Linked DNA regions of Mus musculus: region 1 is linked to region 2. A link is a contact called in public Micro-C data. All regions are on one chromosome and are shown on one strand. The core of a region is the stretch at or near the end of the contact, and the rest is flanking DNA. Distances in the headings are between cores, read along the strand shown. Region 1 holds the start of C1ql2 (complement component 1, q subcomponent-like 2). Region 2 holds the start of Tmem177 (transmembrane protein 177).

The links. Hi-C and Micro-C count contacts between places; a contact is called where the count stands out from the background.
Region 1: a Micro-C map of embryonic stem cells shows a contact between it and region 2, with 4 times the contacts expected there. The contact joins the promoter of C1ql2 here to the promoter of Tmem177 in region 2. A contact is called at or near these places in 1 of 39 promoter capture datasets (embryonic stem cells), 1 of 484 Hi-C or Micro-C datasets (embryonic stem cells) and 1 of 9 other capture datasets (pancreatic islet).

Annotation. Positions count from the first base shown.
Region 1 is chr1:120,339,064-120,343,536 of GRCm38.p6, forward strand. C1ql2 (complement component 1, q subcomponent-like 2) reads left to right here and starts at 1,519. Exons shown (of 2, transcript NM_207233.1): 1 at 1,519-2,738; 2 at 3,332-4,111. The coding sequence starts at 2,055. The coding sequence ends at 3,511.
Region 2 is chr1:119,910,627-119,915,607 of GRCm38.p6, forward strand. It overlaps Tmem177 (transmembrane protein 177), which reads right to left and starts at 2,557. Exons shown (of 2, transcript NM_175106.4): 1 at 2,507-2,557; 2 at 1-528. The coding sequence starts at 321. The region is part of intron 2 of Gm28209 (a long non-coding RNA gene); the gene reads left to right.

The sequences.
Region 1 (4,473 bases), core at 269-2,768, 430 kb after region 2:
AGGTAGGTGCCTTCCCAGCTCCCCGGGGGAGCAGGGGCCCAGTGTGTGTGGCTCTGTTTCCTCTTTAGTAGCAGTAGAAGGACATAGATGATTCTCCTTTAATTGTGCCCCAGCTGGAGGAGGGGTGCAAATGCATTTGGATGCAGGGAGAGGGAGCTGGGGTGTTCCTGGAGAGGAACTCACTCACCAGCCTGGAGCAGGGCTCCCTGTGCCTTCAGTGTGAATGGTGAAGGTAAGGGAGGAGAATTTACTAAAACACGTTGTTTTAAAATGCTATAATGACATCTAATATTTTGTATGATGTTTACGAAAGAAACTAAATTTAAAGAAGAAAATAAGTAACAACAGGAAGGGGGAAGAGATTGAGACCCTGAGGAGGAGGAGGAGGAGGAGAAGGAATCTGCCTTTAAGAAATTAGAGTTGAGGCAGGGGAGAGAGGGCTTGAGTTAAGAGTACTGGCTGCTCTTCCTAGAGGACCTAGATGCAATTCTCAGCACCCACATAGCAGCTCACAAATGTCTGAAACTCCAATTCTTGGGAATCTGACACGATCACACATGCAGGCAAAATACCAATGTACATGAATTAAAAAAAAAAAAAACAACCTTTAAAAGAAACAAGGGTTCAGTACCACTACTGACATCTTGTTTCCCCAGAGGCCTTACTTTAATTATTTATTGTTTCCACTTAGTTGCTCAATTAATTAATTTAGAGGTTTTTTTCTTCCTTTCTTTTTCTTTTTTCTTTCTCTCTTTTTTTTCTTCTTAAGACAGGGTTTCTCTGTGTAGCTCAGGCTATCCTGGAACTCACTCTGTAGACCAGGCTGGCCTTGTACTCAAAGATCTGCCTGCCTCTGCCTCCCCAGTGCTGGGATTAAAGACATGCACCATCACTGCCCTGCTTTCCTCTTTTTATTTTGAAAATTGTTCATCAACAGTTACTAAACGTGTTCGAATTCCAAGAGCTGACTAGACATATAAGACCATTCAGCCTTCTGAATAAGATGTAGGTGTGCCCCTCCTCTTACTCCTCTATTTGGAAGTTGGTTACTTTCTGTATGTAGTATGCGAATCCCCCTCTGCCACCCCGCTTTCTGTTTTAAAACAGAAAAGGCTGCAACATACAGTGTGTGCTTCTGTTCTTGAACTGGAAGCTTAGGCTGTCCTGGACTTGGGTTGAGACCTGGGCTCATCCAGATAGGAAATGGATTTGGTGACCCCGCCAGGACTTCGCAGGCACCACATCGTGGTCGTGTGTGGGTGCTGTATGCACCCACTGATTGCGCGCGTGGGTTCCAGAGCTTGGTGGTCTGCGAGAGGAGAGTGGGCAAGAGTGGGTGTGTCTGTGGAGCCCCAGCTAGGGGCTGCTGCCCGCTGCTCCCACTTGTGGCTCCTGGGCGCCGCCAGCAGGCACATCTCCGGAGGACGCCGCGGGATGGGAGCTGATGACAGGAGAGCGCCGTCTCCCGAGTGATGGCAGCGCACGCTGCTGCCTCGCCGCCTCCGCCGCTCAGTCCTGATCTTACGTTAGGGTAGCTGGGTACCCCCTCCGCCCGGGAACCAGCTAGTAGAGGGAGAACAGAGCAGAGCGTGCGGCAGAGCCGATCCCGCGTCCCGCCGAACCCTGCCAAGCCCCGCCAATCCCAGCAGAGCAGGAACCAGCGCAGCTGAGCCAACACCGGACGCCGCACTGAGACCCAGCATTCCCCAGCCGCCACTACCCGGTCCCCGCCGGGGTGCCGGGCTCGTCCTGTGAGCCCCTCGTCATGCGTGTCGGGCTCTTCGACTCTCCAGATCAGTTCCAGAGCGGTGGCCTCAGGAGCCCAGGTCCGGATACCTCTCGTTGAAATAGTTGGGTGGCTAAGAGAGGGGTCTCCACGTCGGGGACGCGGAGGGGACCTGCGGAGTTGGCGTCCGAACGCATAGAGCGGGGCCACCCGGCGCCGCTCCACCATTACCTCCCCAGGCGGCAAGGAGGAGCTGGTGGCGGTCGCCTCCCGGCTGTGGCAGCGGCGGCGGCGCGCCTGCTTGGCGGCCGTCGGCGTGCTCTTGGCCATGGCACTGGGGCTGCTGATCGCGGTGCCTCTGCTGCTGCAGGCGGCGCCCCCCGGAGCGGCTCACTACGAGATGCTGGGCACCTGCCGCATGATCTGTGACCCATACAGCGTCGCTCCCGCAGGGGGACCCGCGGGCGCCAAGGCTCCACCGCCGGGACCCAGTACCGCTGCCCTGGAAGTTATGCAGGACCTCAGCGCCAACCCCCCGCCTCCGTTTATCCAGGGACCAAAGGGTGATCCGGGGCGACCAGGCAAGCCAGGGCCTCGGGGTCCTCCTGGAGAGCCAGGGCCTCCTGGGCCCAGGGGTCCCCCGGGAGAGAAAGGAGACTCGGGGAGGCCAGGGCTACCCGGACTGCAGTTGACAACCAGCGCGGCCGGTGGCGTTGGAGTGGTGAGTGGCGGAACCGGGGGCGGTGGCGACACGGAGGGAGAAGTGACCAGTGCGCTGAGCGCCGCCTTCAGCGGTCCCAAGATCGCCTTCTACGTGGGACTCAAGAGCCCCCACGAAGGCTACGAGGTGCTCAAGTTCGACGACGTGGTCACCAATCTTGGCAATCACTACGACCCCACTACAGGCAAGTTCAGCTGCCAGGTGCGGGGCATCTACTTCTTCACGTACCACATTCTCATGCGTGGCGGCGACGGAACCAGCATGTGGGCGGATCTCTGCAAGAACGGGCAGGTCAGTGACTTTCTCCCACACACCCCTCCCTACCTTTCCCGGCCCAACAGAGTCCGCAGACCGTTCATTACAGGCGCCCGGAACCCCAGGGAACTATATACTGTTTCCTGCCACTCTCCAGCGCCCCAGCAAACTCTGGGGTCGGGTGGGCGCTGGACCACATGCATCGCCCAGCTTCCCTGCGTACTATGCTGTCCTTTGCATAAATGTACTGGGCGTTTGAGACTGGACCCCGGGTGCACAGTGACCCTGGCACCTAAATAGGTCTCCAGTCCCCAATCGATTGAGTCATGGCCTGAAGTGGCTGGGCTCCTAGAAAAACCCAGTTGTCTTTATCACTGTGATTGCACGTGGGCCATCCCTTTCCCTCCAGTTTATTCATCTTGGCCTTGACCCCCTAGGACCTTTACATACTGGGCAAGTAAACCCCCTTTCCTTGACTCTGCTACCAAGAGAACTTGGAGCCGAGGAGGGAGTGTTTACACTGAAGTAGCAGGCAGGGAGCCTGCAAAGGGATGGGCGAGGGAGGCCAGGCTTGGACTCAGGAAGAGGTGCAGGGTCCCACCCGCTCGCTCTTCTGGTTCGCCCCGCAGGTGCGAGCCAGCGCCATAGCCCAGGACGCGGACCAGAATTACGACTACGCCAGCAACAGCGTGGTACTGCACCTGGATTCAGGCGATGAAGTCTACGTGAAGCTGGACGGCGGGAAGGCTCACGGCGGCAACAATAACAAGTACAGCACGTTCTCGGGCTTCCTCCTGTATCCGGATTAGGGGCCTAGAGGGCGCGCGCGAGGCCGGGTGGCTTCAGGCCACCCCATCCCCATCGGGCGCGCGCGGGCTCTTTGGTGAATGTCACTCTGCGGCTTCATGACACTTCCTGACATCTCCGTTGGAAAAGACACATCCCTGCTCTCCTACTTGTCCTGCCTCAGGCCTCAGTGTGTCTAGGATTCACTACGCTGCGGGGAGGCTGTGTCCCCGGTCCCAGTGCCCATCCTGGGGAGGGAGAGGGAACATTCAAGTGGGGAGCTGGGCGAGAATCCCAGCTCTGGCGGGGTTAGTTGCGGGGCAGCCCAGACTTGAGAAAGCTGATTGGACTAGACAGGCGGCCCTAGGGAGTTTGAGGTCTCCCAGCTTGCCTCTTCCTTCCAGTGTCCCCCGGTTAAGGGCTGCAAGACTCACAAGGAAGAAAGACCCTGGTGACCGCTACTCTCTCGGACCTCCCTTTTTGTGACCCGAAATGCCTGTGCAGTTTTTCCTATCCATCAGCCAAAAATCCACCCCTAGCAGAATTCCAACAAACAGAAAGTTCACCTTGTCATGCACACTCTCCATATCCTCCTCTGCCATGCATTAAATTATGTTTTTAGACCACCGGCTCCTGCTCTTTTTGTTAATAGAGCCCTTTTACCTGGACTTCAGACATTCCTCCCTGTCATTCAACCCAGCCAATGCCCTTTCTCCAGCCAGTGCATGGCCCCAGTCACCTGGGATTGGCTGAAAAGTGTTTGGGGGGTTGAGGGGTGGGGAGTCAGACCAGCATCCTCCTTTGTACGCAGCAAGAGGGTGGGAGGGAAGAGACTGAGTTAGAGGAAGGTAAGAGAGAGAGGTACACTACCTGGGCAGCTTGGTCCCACTAGACCTGGAAGAGGAGGTCAGAAGGCAAAGTCTGAGAAGCGGAAGACAATTATGAAATACTTGCCAGTGGGGACCCTGTGAGTTTGGGGGCTTTA
Region 2 (4,981 bases), core at 1,307-3,806:
AGGGATTCCCACCACAGCCCCAGCAGGCAACCGTGGGAATCCAGCACTCACAGGCTGAAAAGTGAAGGCGGTAAAAGGCTTGTAGCAGTGACCCGAAGGGACACCTATGTCCTTTAGCACCTCTTGGAAGAGGCTCCACAGATGAGGGGAAAGAGGAGCTGGTTGGCCCTGAGGCCAGTACTGGTAGAGCCACTGGACTATGGGATCTGGGAAGAGGTGAAATGAGATTTGAACCCCAAACAGGCCTGCACAGGAACCCACCAATAGGCTTGTTCTGTGTCTCTGTATAAAGGCTGCAGCCCTCCACAGAGGACCAGCCATGAGTACTGCCTCTGCTGATAGACTGGCCAAGAAGAAGAGAAGTCAGCCGATGGTTCTGTCAGGTTGTGGGCTAAACAACCTCCGGGGCCACAATGTTCCTAACTGAAGTGACACTGCATTGTGGCTGAGAGTACGGGTTCCATCCAGAGTCCGACACCTCAGGCTTCACAGAATCAGCTTTCCCATTGGCAGCCAGGTGTAGAGCAACTGTGATGGGTAAATACAGAGAGGACATTTCAGTGTCTCACAGTGGTGGACATCCTCTGGCAATGGCTGTATTGCCATGGCTAGACACAGCACTAAGTATTCGACAGCCTCTCTCCAACCACCACTCATCCTAGAGTGACTCTCTAACTGACTTAGGATTCACATGTTTAATCACCTACTGTATGCTAGACACAGTTCTGAGAGCACTGCGTATACAGCTGTCCCTCAGTGGCTACAAGGGTTTACTTCCAGGATCCCCACAGATACCAAAAATCAAAGACCATCAGTTGCTTTATATAAATAGCATAGCATTTGCATATGAGCTCTCATAAAATATATATATATATATACCCACCTCTCACATACTTTAAGTTATCTCCATACTACTTATAATACCCACTACAACACAAGACTACATATAGAGCTAGACTACGACTAAAATGTCTGCCTGCTCAGCAGACACAGTTTTGCTTGCATATTTTCAGTTCTTGGCTGATTGAATATGCATGGACACAGACAGCCAACTGTACTAGGAAATACATGTAACACTAATAAACACAGGGAATATTTAAACGCACACATTTATACATAAATACTATATGTGCATATCCTTAGAGGATTAGATTCAAGATACAAACATTCCAAGATCCTCACATGCTCATCTCTTACAAAAAGGCTTAGTATTTGTTATTACAGAACCTATTACAATGCAAACACTACATTTGTAATTTGTGATGCTATATTGCTTAGGAATTAAAGGCCAGAAAATAAAGCCATGTTCAGTACAGATACAAATTTTCCTTCCAAAACATTTTTTGATATGTAGCTGGTGGTATCACCAAATATAGAGTCTGAGGACACAGAGAATTCACTGGATTCAGTCAGTCTAAGAAAAAAAAAATCATACTTCAGAGCCCATACCACAACAGTTTATTTCCAGCTGTGAAAAGGGATGCAGCTGGACAGGTTTATTGGCCAAAACCACAAGTGGCAGTGTCACATGCTGCCTAGTGTCCCTACTTCCACCAAGCTCCCATGGTTGAGCCACATTTCCATTATCTTACGAGGTGGCTGTATTTGGAGCTTCGGCCTATCATTGAAATAGAAACGGAAGGTTCGTGGGATAGCAATACTCAGATCTCACTGCTTTCGAGCTCAGATCCGGACACATACAGAAAAAATACCACATGAAGATCCAGGGGTAAGATGGCCATTTGTTAGCCTTGCTGAAATACCCAGGGAGCCTAGCTTGGCCACACCTGAGTCTTGGACCTCCAGCTCTGGAACTAAGAAAAAATAAACTCCTGTTGTTCAGGTCATTCCTCATGAGACACTTTTCTTGGCAGGCTAACCACTGATAGCAAAGGTTCGGTATTTGATCACGGGCCGTTAGAGATTCATAGCAAGCTGTTCACCTTAAAAATGTTATCTATTATATATACACAAACAGACCAAACAGACCATCCACCTCACTCATTAGCAAAGTTAATATTGTTTTTAAAGTTAATTGGTGGTGGTTTTTTTTTTGAGACAAAGTCTCACAGGCGCACTTTTGAATATTCTGGGCACCTTATTTCGTCTGTGATTATGTCACTATGACTGTTATTTCTCTTTGGATGAAATTTCACTTTATTCCTATCTCCGCGAAGCGTTTGATTAGCAATGTACTACTGTAAACAAAACGTAGGGTTCTGTATCACTCATTTAACTCATTCTTTCCAAGAGGAAACTGAGGCTAGAAAAGACAGGGTCCTTGGAAGGGAACAAAAAAAAAAACAAAAAACAAAAACAAAAACAACCTCTCCCGGGTCGGCCTCTGAGTCTCGCAGTTGGCCTAGAAGCAGGTGTAGGCTCTGGCTTTAGAAGAGCTCTCAATGTGATTCCGCCCTGACACATACCGGGCTGCTTCCAACAACCGGAACATGACTGAACCCGGAAGCTGGACATAAGAGAACTCACAGCCAAGAGGAGAGCTTACCTCGGTAGCAACCTTAGAACACGCCGCTCCCGCGCCGGACTGAGCAGGCGCAAAGCACGCCGGTCTGGGGGCCTTTGTGGGCGGGGCCTTTGTGGGCGGAACGGGCGTTGTGGGCGGGGCTTGGAGCAGCGCTTCTGTTCTGGTCCTGAGGTCTGCTCTCTAAGGTCTTATTCAGGGCGAGGTGGAGCAGTTTGAGGACTTTGTTATCCAATTCAGCCGTGTCGCGGCGCCCTTCGGAGCCAAGATAGAGACCTGCTGGCCCGGATTTCTGTAGCGCCGAATAGGTATCTGTGCAGTACGCTGGGAGGAGAGCTAAGCTTAATGAGAAAAGCGAGGACAGAAAGGTCTGGAATTGCTGCCAGTGACCGCTGCATTCCGAAGGTCAAGTGACCTTGTGAGACCAGCAAGAATTGTGGTCTAAAGCCGGGTGTGGTGGCACACGCCTTTAATTCCAGCACTCCGGAGGCAGAGGCAGGCGGATTTCTGAGTTTGAGGCCAGCCTGGTCTACAAAGTGAGTTCCAGGACAGCCAGGGCTATACAGAGAAACCCTGTCTCGAAAAACAAAACAAAACAATACAAGAAAAGAAGTGTGGTGTAGACCATATTAGAGTTAAGTAATAAGTACTTACTAGAAGGCACACCCAACAAATGGTAGATGCGTGGATACACAAATGTGCGCTCATTCATTTATAGGTGAACTTGGATGTTGCTCCTCAGGAGACAGCTGACCCGTTTTTGGAGATAGGGTTATCTCACTGGCATCTGGGGTTCAGCAATTAAGGTAGCCAGCCTGATCAAGTGAGCCCCAGGGGTCTGCCTGCTTCTGTCTCCCCAGGGCTGGGATTACAATCATACACCATTAACAGCCAGGTTTTTGGTTTTGTTTGTTTTTATGTGGCTGCTGAGGACTGAGCTCAAGTCTGCATGCTTTTGTGGCAGTCACTTTACCACTTCAGCCATCTCATTAATAGTCTGAGGAGTTTTCTAAAAAAACAGTGCCCAGGGGCTTTGGGTGTTAAAATAATACTCACCATTGCTAGTGTTTTCATTACTATTCAGTAGGTTAGAGCTATCTCATATCTTTAAGCATAAAGTCTGTTTACAAATATTACCTTAATACATCCAGGAATTTCTGTATAAAGATATTATTCTACTTGGTTTATAGTCAACTTTCAATTAATCCACACACCTTACAGATTATCTTCCTTATTTATATCTCACAATTTCCTTTTTTGTTTTGAAAATCAAATTTCCTGAGACATCTCAAACCACACTTTGGGTGAACTTAGTTGATGTTTTGGTTTGGTTTGGTTTGGTTTTTAAGATATGATTTCTCTATGTAGCTGTGGCTGTCCTGGAACTCATTCTGTAGACCAGTCTGACCTCAAACTCAGAGGTCCACCTGCCTCTACATCCTGGGTGCTGGGATTAAAGGCCCACACCACAGCCACCACCAGCCACCACCCCCTCCCCAGCTTAGTTGGTCCTTTAAAACACACTTACCCCCAGTATTACTCAGATTCTCCAGGGAACGAGAACCTGGAGTGTGAGAGTATGTGCGAAGAAGTTTAATAAAAAGCATTGGTTCCATGGCCATGGGGGCCCGGATCTTTAACCCCAACACTTGGGAGGCAGAGACAGGCAGATCTCAATAGTCCATACAACTAAGAAGGCCAAAGACCCAAGCTCTACTCTCAGATAGTTGAACAGCCAGGATTGCTTACGGCCTAGCACTGGTCAAACCCTGAAGCCCCCAGAGCAAGAGGATCAATGCAAAAGTTCTGACCTGAGTCTTAATCCAGAGCCAGGAAAACACCAATGCCCCAGGCTGAGTGCTTTGCTTTTTCAGCATTAAGAACTGAACTCCTGGGTCTCGGTGAAGCTCTTACCACCCTTAGCTATGGCCCGGGGGAGGGAGAGAGCTCTTCCTTAGACCAGACTGTTGTTGTGGTCATGTTAGGCATGATGTTAGCTGTGGAAGGGACTAACAAACAGCCCATCAATATGAGGTATGTGGAACAATGGATGGCCAGTTAAGTCCGAGAAACAGGGTGTAAAGATTATGGTGGTCATTGACTAGCTGGTGGTCCAGATATCAAGACTACTGTGCTCTTTGTTGCATCTCTACAGTAAGGGGTAAAGTCGGAGCCATAACAGCAGCTGTGACTCCTGGCCAGATGCATTGGACTGGTCAATATCTGTCATGGAGCAGGGAGGTCCTTGGGAGGCCTCACCCCTCTGAGAGAACCTATGGGCAAGTTAATGGATGCTGGAGAGAGAAAGACGTTTTCTTCAGTCATGTAGCCTCTGGGGCAATGCTTGTGCTCCTTCAAATAACTCCCACCCATGCTCCTGTAAGCAACCCTCATGAAATCCATTGTTATACACTGAGAGATGAAAGTAGAAGAGAGAGTAATTAAGAAGCAGCAGATCGCCGGGCGTGGTGGCGCATGCCTTTAATTCCAGCACTCTGG